Linked DNA regions of Mus musculus: region 2 is linked to region 1. A link is a contact called in public capture Hi-C data. All regions are on one chromosome and are shown on one strand. Each heading gives the region's core, a stretch centred on a gene start, on an enhancer-like site or on the middle of the called end of the contact. The rest is flanking DNA. Distances are from core to core; before and after follow the strand shown.

Region 1 (6,241 bases), core at 1,102-3,601:
GGATGTTGAACCTCTCTCTTTTGCAAACTAGACCTTTACAATTTTTTCATGGAAGCCACAAAAGCCATTTTTAAGTGACTGTCCCCGAGCCTGGGGTAGATAGAAGTGGAGGGGAACAGGGGACTAGAAGGCTGCATGGAGGACATGGGACAAGACACGGAGACTAAAGTAAGGGTCGGACAGTGACCCAAGGTGAGGGGGCCACTGAGGGCAAAGGGGGGTCAAGTATGGCTACAGATGGCAGATAGGTCTATAACAAGAGGCTTGCAGAGAATAGAGGAGACACTGCTATCTCTTCTACCCACCCTCCCCCCTCCTGCTCCTTGCTTGTGCTAGCTTCTCCCATGCAAACTCTTTTTCCTCTCCAACCTAATCCAATCAGCTTGCACCTAGCTGGGCTACCCAAGGAACCTAGAGACCAGCTTTTCAGATCCTTCTGTGTGTCCAGGGATTCTCAACTCCTCTCTCTCTCTCAACCCTCTAATCCTCAACCCCACAGACCCCCAGAGAACCTGCACAGCTTCTGCAACCTGGTTCACTCAGCCACAGCTCCTTGCCAAGTCTCTTGTGGTCAGCCACAGTCCCATCAGTCTCCAGGAAGCCACGACCCTCTTTAGTTCTTTGAAAGGAGGCACGAGGGTCCCATCACTGGCTTGGTATAAACTGTCTTATTACCTGGAATGTTTCTGTCTTGACTGCCTACACGCCCCTCGATCCTTCGTTGTCACCTTTCCATCCCTTGGTGCTGCGGCCTCTCCCACCTGAGCTCTCCAGCTTTCTCTTTACTCTCTGGCTCTGGGTTAGTGCTGGGCACGCAGTGAACTTCTGAGGGCCACCAGGATATCAGTGCACTCTGCAGCTGCTGCAGCGAAGCAGTCTTTGGTAGATGAAGAAAGACTTCTGTGTGCTGAAAGGCAGTGCAGAGGTGACCTCCAGGCTACTCAAAGAAACAGAAAAACATGGAAAAGACCTGTTACTCACACATGCACACTGCTTGGGTGATAACACAGATGACAGTTGTCACCAAGAGCCCCAGAGAACCCCACTGGTCAACTTGCACCTGTGTAGGTCATTTGCTGTCAAAGACTCTCTTATCCTGGGGCATCATGGTCTGCTTGTCCTAGACTCCCACTTTCAGGAATTTAGTCCAAGGATTAAAAAGTAGAAATGCCCAAAAAATCACTGTTCACCGATTCTTCCTAGGTCTTAAATAGCCACAGGGTCAAAGAGAGACACTCGGTGGGCAGTGCTGGAAACCTGCTCCCAAAATGTCGACTGATCACACGGATGTTGTCTGGCTCAGGGACAAAGACCCAGAATTTTAATTTAAGATCCACTTTCCCAATATATTGTGATTCCAGACTTTCATGGGGGACAGTGCAAAGGAGCCTATTTTACTACTGTCAGGAAAACAAAACAACAAAAAAAATGCTACTTAAAATTTAAAAAGCCGTGAGGTTTTGTTTGTTTGTTTGGTTGGTTGTTTGGTTGGTTGGTTGGTTGGTTGGTTGGTTGGTTTTTGAAAGGCAAGCAGAAGATGTAAAACCATACCTCTGGCTTTGGGGCTGGAAACTGAGAGACAGGATCTGGTCCAGGGCTCTGCTAGCACCTGAAGTCTTGAGCCTGGTGGCCTTGGGCAGCCTGAGAAGAAGGGAGGCAATGTGACTGGGGGCTGTTTGTGCCTAGCCAAGGGTAAAGTTGAAAACTTTGGGCCCTGCCTGCATCAAGATTCAAGGAAGGGAGAAAGGAGGCTAGAGTTAGCCAAGAGTAGAGGAGCGCTCTTGGGACTCCCAACAGCTCCCTGGAGGGAAAAAGAGACTTTGCAGGAGACTCTGCTTCCACTAGGTGTGTCTCCCCTCCTTCCCCTGCCTCCCACCCCATTCCTAAGGAGAAGTTTATTGAGATTCTCATTGTTGCCTGGCAATCCAGAGAGTGCCCTCGACTGGGGAGAGACAGCAGAAGAGTATAAAATAAGGCAGCTGTACAGAACCAGATGACCTAGAGGGTTAAGAAAGAAGAGGGAGAGGGTATTTCTCATCCTTCAGGGTGTGGGAATATCCACTCAGGATCCTGCCATCTACTATTGAAGCTTCTGAAGGAAACCCCCCCCACACACACACACACACACATTGTGAGATCTGGTTGTCTGGGGGCAGGGGACAGACTCGAAAGGTTCCCTGAGATGACAAAATCTCGACTAGTCCCCAGTTGGGGCTTAATTAAGGCAAAATGCCTCCTCAAAGACAGACCTGTCTTTGAGTTACTATCCCCAAGGCTCAGTGGGGATTGTGCCCCCAAGAAATCCAACCAGAAGCCCCCAAAGGCTTGAGTGACAAGTTCCCAACAGCCACTGGGTGTTTGGGAGGTCAGGAGGGAACCTCAGCCCTGAGGATTCCATCCTAACCGACACTGAGGGCAGTTGAGGAGCAATGGAAATCAGACAGGGGCAAGACACATTATCTGTGTCAGTGTCATCTGAAAAACAGTAAGGGCTACTGGGAATAGTCCCAGAGGAGCTCTAAGGGGGGCTCCTTTTGTAAAACCTCTGCCCCATCTGACAGTCTCAAGAATAGACTTTGTCCCCCTAGGAGGCTTGAACATGTACAGCTGCTTGACAGAGCCTGCTTCATGGTTTAGATGGCCTGGGGGGACCCTACCTAGAGCCCCTGTAATATCTGCAGCTCTGCTACTGGCTTGCTCCTCCAAGTCTGACTTGAGGACCTGATGGCCAAAGAAGGAACACTGTCCAGGTGGTCTTGGGACATATAATCACTGTGGTTACCCCAGGGCATTTGGACTAGTCTACTCTTCGGTCTGCAATGCCCCTCAGAATGACAGTTGGAAGGGGTGTGGCTAAGCCAACTGCCACTCGAAGATCTGAAAGATCACCAGTAACCCCCACCCCAGTGTACAGACAACAGCTATGCAGGCTGATGGAAGAAAGGTTAGCTGTCTTCGAGAAAAACAGCCCCTCGTAGTCCCTGGCCCTGCTCTCGCTGGGCCTCGGGATCAATCTGTGATCTGGAGCTGGCTTCAGCACAGGCCTGGCTCCTGTCCAGCAACCTTGCTTCAATAGGTGTGATAGAGAACCCATCAGTGGCGAGGTTTTTGATTGCTTATTTTTCGTTTCTTTAATGAGGGATACTGAGTCCCTGAGTGTGCTTCTGGAACTCAGGGCCCGTTCACAGCTAGGCTTTGGGGACTTTGGCAGGAATCCTGATGAACAAGTTTGACTCTCCATGAGTTGAGATAGACAAAAGCTGGCAGGTGGAAGCCTTGTAGGAAGGAAGACGGGGTCTTTCTGGATGCAAAGCTACCTACCCCTGGGAGAACAAGAGGCAGGCCCCACTCTGCTGAAGCAGGTCAAGCTACCATTGTGAAGGGCTGAGGTACAGCCATCTGTTGTCCAGAGAGAGAGAGACAGAAAGACAGAGAGAGTCCACTCTCTGAGAAGAGCTGGGGTCTAGGGCTTGGTTCTAGTCTCAGGTCCCCAGCAAAACCTCTGAATGAGAAACTCCAGGGTAGTTGCTATGACTGCCTTAGGCCCTCTTGACTTACTTCCTCTGCAGAAAAACCCCCTGAAGCTGTCTCTGCACACTGCACACTGTCCCTTCCCTGAGACATTTTGGGCTTTCCTTCCTGAGGGATATAGACCTTCCTTCCGAACCTACTTCCTGTGGTGCAAGGGAACTGCTCGGGGGATAACTGTTGAACATGTCAAGTGCCTACATAGCATGAGATAAGTTTGATTTTTAGGGAACATGCCAGTTTGTACCCCAAGACATGATTTCTCATCTCCATCTAAGAAAAGTAGTAGGCAGCAAAGGGCGCAAGGCCTATAGCAGAACTTTTACAAGAGTTACTGGGGGCCCCATAGCCCTGGTTGAAACCAGGTTGAATTTGGGGGGAGATTTTTTTTTAACTGTCTCAAATCTCCATGGAGAGTAGAGTCTCCTATATCGCAGATCCAAATTGCCTCCCGTAAAACTTCTATGATGCCAGTCAGGATTTGACCTGACACACCAACATGAAAATATTGTGGTGTATTTTCTGGCACACCTCCCCTCCCCTACTCTCCAAAAGGGGATGGGGAGAGCCAGAAACTCTAACCAAAACTTCGGGAGACCTGGGGTCTGGGGAGTAGCTTGAAATAGAACCTCATTTTACTTGTGAGACCATAACAGTGGCTGCAACCTTTTAATGAGGGGTTGTGTTAAGAATATTCCTCCTGTCCGGACAGACAGAGGGCCTTCCTAGACTGTTTAGTCACTGCACCTTCTTTGAGCCCTGCTTTTGAGAACTGACATTAACACATCCTTAGAGCCACAGTAGCATTGAGCATATGGGTAGCTAGCTTGGGTATCTGGTTCAACTTCTTCCCACACACCCAACAGCCCACAGATTCCCCTAAACTTGAAACTTTATTTGTCTACCACAGAGGGTCCCCCCCATACTGTTTTTAATGGAGAGTCACCTAGGCTCAGGTCTGTGGAGGTTGTGTTTGAGGTCAGGGCCACTGGGCAGCCATTTTTTCTTAATTTTGTTTTGAGCACCTAGGAATTAGCTACAAGGGGGGGGGGTGTGTTTACTAGAAAAGACTTATGCCTTCCCCTCTAGCCCCTCCTGCCTTGGTCTTTTATTTTCTTCTTGTGCCTTTCAAACTGGAGCACATGTCAGCCTATTGCTGTCCTAACTTCTGAAAGAGTGTAGTGACAACCTGAGACATGTACATGTTTTACTCAAAAGACCTAATTATTGAAGTTGTCGATACATCCAGTACCAACAACTGAGCACACAGAACTACCATGGAGACTGGAAACATGTTCCTCAGAGGCCGGGAGTCAGCAGTGCAGTCTTCGCTGAGTTTTTCTAGTTAGATCTTTTGGCCCCGGGGGCACAGGGTTCGCCACACCCTATGCATAGTCTCCAAGGTTGTGCAGGAGTGAGTGCCACTGTTAATGTAGCAATGGATTGTTTTTTAAACACCTAGACTCTAACGCTGAGACTTCTTAATCTTGGACCATGCCTTTTCTCTTTCTTTCAAAACTGAAGTCAAAGATAGCTTTGAGCCTGACTGATCAGTTGGCCATATAGATCATACTGGAAAAGGAAGCAGGCTTTGCGAATTGGGAGAGCAAGGGTTCGAGGCTTACACTTAACAGATACAGGATGCCTCTTTGTCAGGCATCCCTAAACAGACAAACAGACTTGAGTCAGACCAGTCGGTGTGCTGACCGGGTACCAGCCATTTTCATTTGGCCAAACCAGCAAGCATTGCCAGGGCTTCCAGTCCTGTAAACCGCTCTTCTCCACCCCTTTCCAGCCTCCCTCTCCCCACAGTACCAGACTCAATATGACAAGTAGAATCTGTCCCCAAACTATGTCAAGGAGAAGGCATCACTACTTGTCTTACAGGCATCCCCAAGCAAAGGCAGACCTGGTCTCTGGGTCAGCAGCAGGCAGGTGTCAGCACTACCTCTCAGACAGGGAAAAGATGATGCGCTCTCAGATGAAAGGTCCCATCTGGGCCATTAGTGATTTGTAATAAGGACTCAAGGAGACTGTTTCTTGGTGCAGATGAAGAACCGAACAGTAAAAGCAGATGCCATGGAAAGATGATCAGCAGAAAGTGATAACCAGAGGTGGACTGGTCCTTTCCAGGTGCCATCAAACCTATTTGATTCTCTGTACCTGCCATGTTGCAAAAGTGAGGCCCAAGCTGCTCCCTGCCTGGAGAGCTCAGTGTGTTAGAATGAAATTCGCTTGTGGTATTATCTAATGGACCATCAGCTCTGTGGAAATTTTGTTGAAAAAAAATGAGCACCCCAGAGTTGACACTAAAGAGCGTGCAGCCTGCAGCATGCTTTCACAGACCACCTCTATTGCTAAGGGGCTGGGATGGGGGCTCATCAGAAGGTCTTCTGCTGGCTGCCAAATCCCTCTATGTCACTGCCTGGGGCAGAGTCTCAGGAGTCCACTCTGCTTCCTAGCGAGGGATACAGGTGCAGTGTGGGAGTCTGATGCTTTGTCCCTACAACACTTGGCCAAGCAAGGGAGGAAGATTTATTTTGGCTCATAGATTCAATTGTTTTATCCCATGGACAACCGACTCCATTGCTTAGCGTGGGAGATGGATGAAGCTACTTACTCCCTAATGGCCAGGAAGCAGAACAATAATATATTTTCCCAATAAACTACTTTGAGCAAGATTCCCACCTCCTAAAATCCACCAATTTATGGC
Region 2 (6,624 bases), core at 283-2,782, 520 kb after region 1:
GCATTGTGGTTACATGGCCTTTTCCTTCAAAGAGGTGATGGGCCAATTGACATCCTGGAGTATGGACAACGTTGGCTCAGGAGCCCTGGCAATGGAGTCAGAAGAGCAAAACAGGAACAGGTCTGTGATAATGGGCAGAACTCTCTATACTCAGAATGGAGGACTGTCACCTGGGGTTCCAGCCATGACTCCTGTTCTCCTCCAAGCACAGGTGGTCATAAGATGCTAGAATTTAGAGGATACAGTGGATTTACTGAAATAGGGACTCTATGTCACTGCTTTTATGATGGGGTGAGACTTGGTGGTGACTAAGCTGATCAAAAATGCTTATGCATGTCCTGTAAGTGACCTCACCCATCCTCTGTAAAAAAAAAAAAAAAAAAAAAAAAGCCTCATAAACCTCATAAACTCATTGGGTGGTGACATTGGGATGAATTGTCACTTGGATCTTTCATAGATGCCCTATGTTTGTTTGCAGAGGCTTGCTGTCTGCTGCTCTTTTTAACACATACACTTGTTCATGCACGAGCCAATGCCTAGCACAGCATGTGACAGAATTACAGAGACAACATTTCTTGCTTGCTCTCTTCCTCCTACCGCTGTGCTGGGTTATGCGGTGTTGGAGCAAACTGTTTGCTTAGATGATATATTATAGGGTAAGAAGGAAGGGGTTTTTAGTGGTGCTCGGGCAGAGGCCATGGAGTGTAAGCAGCCTTCCCTGCTTAAGTGGATGTGCTTAGCTTCATTGATGCTGTGGTCCATTTTTGGTCTCAGTTGTCCCCTGAGCATATCTGTTCTTTTGCTGTGGTGTCATCTCAGGATGATTTCCAGCTCAGGTCTCTACCTCTGCCCAGCACCCACAGCCCCATACATCACCCAAACACATCAGACACTGCTTAGTAACTTCCATCCCAGTTGCCAGCTCTTGGCTCAGGATTCTCACTTTGTGGATGCAAACGCTTGTTGGGGGCTTGCTCACCAGAGCCAGTCTCTAAGTATTTGTCCGTTGTTTTCCTGCTTATAGAAAGGAGGGTCGTGGGCTCTGCGCCACTACACCCATACCTTCTATTTAGAAACAAGAAAAAGTCAAGTGGAGGTCACAGAAACAGCAGCAGCTGCAGCACACCTTTGATAGCTATGTGTTGGAGCCAGCTTGTTCTACTGAGCAAGTCCTAGGACAGCCAAAGCTACACAGAGAAACTTTGTCTAAAATTGAAAACAACAACAACAACAACAACAACAACAACAACAACAACAACAAAAACCCATGAAGCAAAACAAAACAAAAACTAGGAAGGGGTTGAGCAAGTTGCCTCTTTCCTTTGCTTTCTGAATGGAACCTGCAAGTCAATTGTGGCCCCTGCTCCTACGCTCTCTTTGTCCTCCAGCACCATGGTTCCTCCCCAACTGAGTGGTCCTCCCTCCCCAACTGCTATAAATCTGGCTTGACCAGGTCACCAACAAACCTTGCTACCTCTTAACCAATAAACATGATGGCCTGGAGGAAGTAGGTATAGAAACCCCTCCCTTTTCAGGATGCCAGCTGGGAGGGGCTGAGAGAAAGTAAAGTATTTATTTCAGTCCACTTCTGAAAGACCTTGTCACTGTGCCTGCAACCTGGTCAGAGAGGAAGTAAGGACTGGTGTCAGGAGGGAGCTGCTAGGTGGCAAAGGGAAGAGCCCTCAGGATAGGGCTGGGGTTGGGAGTGTGGGATTAGGAGGAAAATGCTGGGTGGGTGGTGGGTGAGAGAAGTAGACAGACATGTATTCCTTGGGGAAAGCTGTGTGTGTGTGGGGGGGGGGGTTGGAGGGAGGGAAATTGGATGCCTCAGCTTTGTGAGACTGAAGGGATGTGACTGGTGAATTACTAACCAGCTTCGACTTCCAAGGTTTTATCTGTGCAGCCCTTCTCCCAGGATGGACACTTGTCACATTGCAAAGTCCTGTGTGCTCATCCTTCTTGTGGTCCTACTGTGTGCAGAAAGAGGTGAGATGAAAAATGGGAGAGGGGCAGGAGGGTACAATGGAGATAGAAAAGGGCCTCAGGGTTGTGGGTACACCTGCACCTCCATTGTGTGCGTGGTGACTGAGGTGTCCTGGAGCAAGGGGATCAGGAATTGGCTTGTGATGGTGAAGCCTCCTATGCTGAGTGCTGGGTCTGTAACCCTGCCAGCGAAACCATCATCACATACCAGAAAGTCTCTTGGACCTCACTACCTGTGCCCCAACCCTAGCCACCAGAACCCTTAGATTCTACACTGCTGCACTGGCTTCCCAGTCAGGCCACTGGCCTGTGTGCACTCAAACTGGCAGAGTCTTCTTTTCCTTCCCACCTGCCAAGTCACGGGGCTAGGAATCCTTAACTCTAGGCATTTGACTTTTTGTTACGTCATGTGAGACCTGAATGCTAGAACTTGCTTACTCTAAGAGGTTTGAGCTCTCAGATACCCCTAGACTTCTAGTTACATCTGTGTTGTGGGAAGCCTCATGGTGAGCCTCTTTGAGTTGGACTCTGGGAAGTTCAGTGCTCTGTCATGCGTCATTTCCCAGGGGCCAGCTCTGAAGTTGTAGGTTTGAATAGGTCAGAACAACCCTCCCCACTTGGTTGCCCCAGTACCTGCTTATACACCCACTCACCTATTCAGCAGACATTTAGTATGTGCATCTTCCCAATATGCTGACTGTCTCTCTGGTACATCTTGGAGTCCAGGACTCTTGTCAGGTTGAATAGCTGAGAGAGCATTACTGAGCATATTTCAACACAAGTGGCTCTTGGTTCACCTTTGGTTTTCAGTGTATGTGTGTGTGTGTGTGTGTGTGTGTGTGTGTGTGTGTGTGACTGGGCAGTAATGTCCTTGCTCTGTCCTAGAAGTCAACAGCTGTGTGGAAGTAAAGGCATTGGAGAGGAGGGGTCTGGTCTAGGAAGCACATGCCCTAGCTCTCATGTATTAGCTTTTGTTTCTCAGCTCAGGGGCTGGAGTGCTACAATTGTATTGGGGTCCCACCTGAGACTTCCTGCAACACAACTACCTGCCCCTTCTCTGATGGATTTTGCGTTGCTCTGGAGATAGAAGTTATTGTGGGTAAGTTCCCTGTTACCTATACAAAGATGGCTGAGGGTGGCTTCTGAGAAATTGTCATGTCTGGACACTGGTTGTGGACCACGTTTCCCTTCCCTCCAAGTAGAGCTTCTCTGATGTTGGAGTGGGACTTCTGCAAAGTGGGGGCTGTTGGGGTCCAGGGATGTGCTGGGATATAGATCATAAAGCAGGGCTGCCCACTGGCATGCATAGTGTTCATCATCTCCTTATGTCGCCAGTGCAGTCATGTGATGCTCCTGCCTGTACTTTATGTCTAAGGCCTTACTGGCTCACTGAGAGGCCAGGAGAGCTGGAAGCATCTGTGAGCCTTTGCATATAAAGAAGGAATCTGGAGCATAGGCTAAAGGAATGACTTAGGGATGTTGATATTAAGAGACCTTAGGACATATCAGATCCTCCAAAGTGCTAGATTCCAGGCATATGCTCGGATAGACAAGACAGGAGAATCCTTGCCCTGCTATCCAGTTTCCTTTTCTGACCACAGCCTGCCTGTCTCCTGGAGTAGGTCTCCTAGATATAACTGCCTGGGGAAATGCAAGGGTCTGAGAGGCTGCTTGCCTATTCTGCTGTGCCACTGGGCAATCTTACACTATTCTGTGTCTCTCTCTGTGTGTCTATAAATGTGGGTGCACATGTTTGAATGTATGTAATGTAATGTGTTCAAAGCTCAGATGACATCTTTAAGCCCTGTTCTTCAAGCACTGTTTACTGTTTTATGCAAATTAGTCTTGATTCTCCTGGTACTGGAATTTTGTATGGTTGTAAACATCATGTGTGGTCTGGGACCAAACCCTGGGCTTCTGTAAGAGCAACAAGTGCTGGTAACTGCTGAGCCATGTCTCCAGTCCCTACAACCTTGTTTTTTGAGACAATATCTTTCATTGGGACCCATGATTTGCCAAGCATGCTGGAGGTCGAGAAGAGGGAGGTAGCAGAGAGTTCCCAGGACCTCCTGATTCCCCACCCCTCCAGCACAGAGATCATGACCAGCACTCCCATGCTTGGCTGACTGGTTACATGGTTGCAGGGGATTGAACTTGGGTCTCTAGGCTTCTATGTGTCAAGCACTTCACTGACTGAGCTGCTTCCCCAGCACATTGCCACCTGTGTACAAGGACACCTGTGTACACATGTGTGGTGGTCATGCACTGGGGAGGTTCAGTGTATGGGGCCCAGAAGTTGACAGGTATCTTCTGTGACAACTATTTTATTTACTGAGGAAGATCTCACACTGAACCCCAAGCTTACAGGTTGAGGTGGTCTAGCCTGTGAGCTTACTTTGGGGATCTCCATCTTTGTGTCCTGAGCACAGAGATACAATTAGGCCTCCATGCCTGCCCATCTTTTGATGTGCTCTACCTGATGGAAACTGGGGACTCATGCTTGTGCACACAAACACTTTATCCACCAAGCCTCCTTACCAGCCCAGGGTTTTGATTTTTTTTGTTGTTGTTTGTTATTTGAGACACGGTCTCATTTGAGCCTCATGTAGCTCAGTTTGGGATTGAACTCATAAAAATGCTCCTTCCTCAGTCTTCCAAGTTCTGGGGTGAGAAATCTTAGCTACCATATCTGGCTTCACCATACCTTAGAGACAAGTCTGGGCCATCCAGGTCAGGTGGCATGTGACCCAGACATTGGGATGTTCTGTTGTTCCTGCATAAGAAGTGAATCACTCCCTGATATCTTGCAGACTCTCACAGAAGCAAAGTCAAGAGCAATCTCTGCCTTCCCATCTGCCCCACTACTCTGGACAATACTGAGATCACTGGTAATGCTGTCAACGTGAAGACTTACTGTTGCAAGGAAGACCTCTGCAATGCAGCAGTTCCCACTGGAGGCAGCTCCTGGACCATGGCAGGGGTGCTTCTGTTCAGCCTGGTTTCAGTCCTTCTGCAGACCTTTCTCTGATGATCCATTCAATGACCTTCATCCTTGTCCTTTTATCCTCACTTGCAACCAATGCTTACTGGAGTCCTCTAGCGATGAATTATGAGATATAGAAGCTCTGAGTTGGGGGTAGTGTGTGTGTGTGGAACACCTTGTTTCCACTTTATAACCCCTGCTGTATAGGCACCCCACTCCTCTCTAGGACTTTCAAATCTGTACTTCCTGGAATGTTCTTTTGTTGTGGCTTGCTGCTCTTGACCCTGGAGGCATGTGGGCAGCACATGAAAGAGGCAGTATTCCAAGGTATTATGCCATCACCATCCACACATAAGTATCTGGGGTCCTGCAGGGTTCCTATGTGTGCTGTTCAATGTCTCCCTGTTGAGTCCAATAAACACTTCATCCTCCTAGCCAAGATCTCTGTTTTTCTTATATTATACTGAGTTCACAGAGTCCTGCCTGCCGTTTTACATCTCTGGCCTTTCAGCCAGCCACACTAGCTAGCTCATATTAGCTAGCTTAGTGTGGTAGACCTCTTGGATTGGGAGGGCTTCCCTCCTGACTGATGCTGGGGGGGAAAGTAAGGGCTCCTCCACTTCCAAAGAGCACTTCTGTGTGGCTTGGAAGCCTGGGAGATGATCCATCAATTGTGGGTAGGAGCTGCCTTTTCTTTTTCTCTAGAGGTGGAAGCTATTTCTTGCAGGTGCTCAGGGCTTGGGTCAGAGAGAAAAAAATCCTCACACTGCCTGCCCTGGAGTTCTAGTCTATATTTGATGCCCCCATTGGGAAGGGCTGACTTGACACATTGACAACCTGGGATCCATCACTGCTCTCTTTTTGGCCTTGAGGGCTTGCTGACCCACAGATGACCAGAACCTTTGTGGTTAACATCACAGGAGTCCTCATGGATATGGACAGTACCCTGGAAATGTGGGTGATATGCAGGAGAGCTGGCCCTGACCCCCACCTGGGCTAAGTGGGAGAGCTGGCCTTGGTAGTTTGGGTGCAGGAGAGCTGGTGGGATGACCAACTCAATTACCACCCAGGGCCAGATCCAGGGCTTAGAGTTGGCCAAACCCAACATCTACTGCTACATCTACTCCAGTAGCGACTCACATTACAGGTTTAGAAACTGGGAAGTAGTCCTGAGGCAGAGTTTCACAGAAACTTAGCCTCCTGTAACCTTGGCATTCCCATAGCCCATATACTCAAAACCTGTCCCCGCGTAAGTCTGGTGTATGGATCCGTGTGCTCTCTTTCAGTATTGTTTTATTACAAGTGCCTTTAAGGATTGATTTTGACATATAGATAAGCCTCCACCAGTGTTCCAATGGTTCCTAGAAAGTCCTAGAAGCTGACCCTGAGCTTGGAATTCAGTAAGAATGTTACCTATACAGTAACACTCAAATTTACTTCTAGTAGTGACAGTGAAAATAATCAGGCATTACTATTTACTTGAATAGAGCTAGAAAAGCTCAGGGCTAGTCTGCATAGTAATTACTTAGGACAATAGCTGAGTCACACCCAAACACAGGAATACACAATGGCCTAGGAAATAGGTGGGTTGTCACATGAAAGGGTGAGTAGAAGGGAATTCCCCTGGTGCAGATTTTTTCACTAGGCCCAGAGGAATG

The links. Capture Hi-C pulls out chosen DNA fragments and counts their contacts.
Region 2: a contact with region 1 is called in a capture Hi-C map of macrophages, with 4 times the contacts expected there. The contact joins the promoter of Ly6g here to the promoter of Mroh4 in region 1. A contact is called at or near these places in 1 of 39 promoter capture datasets (pre-B cells) and 2 of 9 other capture datasets (adipose tissue and macrophages).

Annotation. Positions count from the first base shown.
Region 1 is chr15:74,633,967-74,640,207 of GRCm38.p6, forward strand. Mroh4 (maestro heat-like repeat family member 4) reads right to left here and starts at 2,352. Exons shown (of 27, transcript NM_001177437.1): 1 at 2,250-2,352; 2 at 1,552-1,641; 3 at 676-937.
Region 2 is chr15:75,153,729-75,160,352 of GRCm38.p6, forward strand. Ly6g (lymphocyte antigen 6 complex, locus G) reads left to right here and starts at 1,533. Exons shown (of 4, transcript NM_001310438.1): 1 at 1,533-1,632; 2 at 1,889-1,986; 3 at 2,966-3,082; 4 at 4,794-5,400. The coding sequence starts at 1,917. The coding sequence ends at 5,011.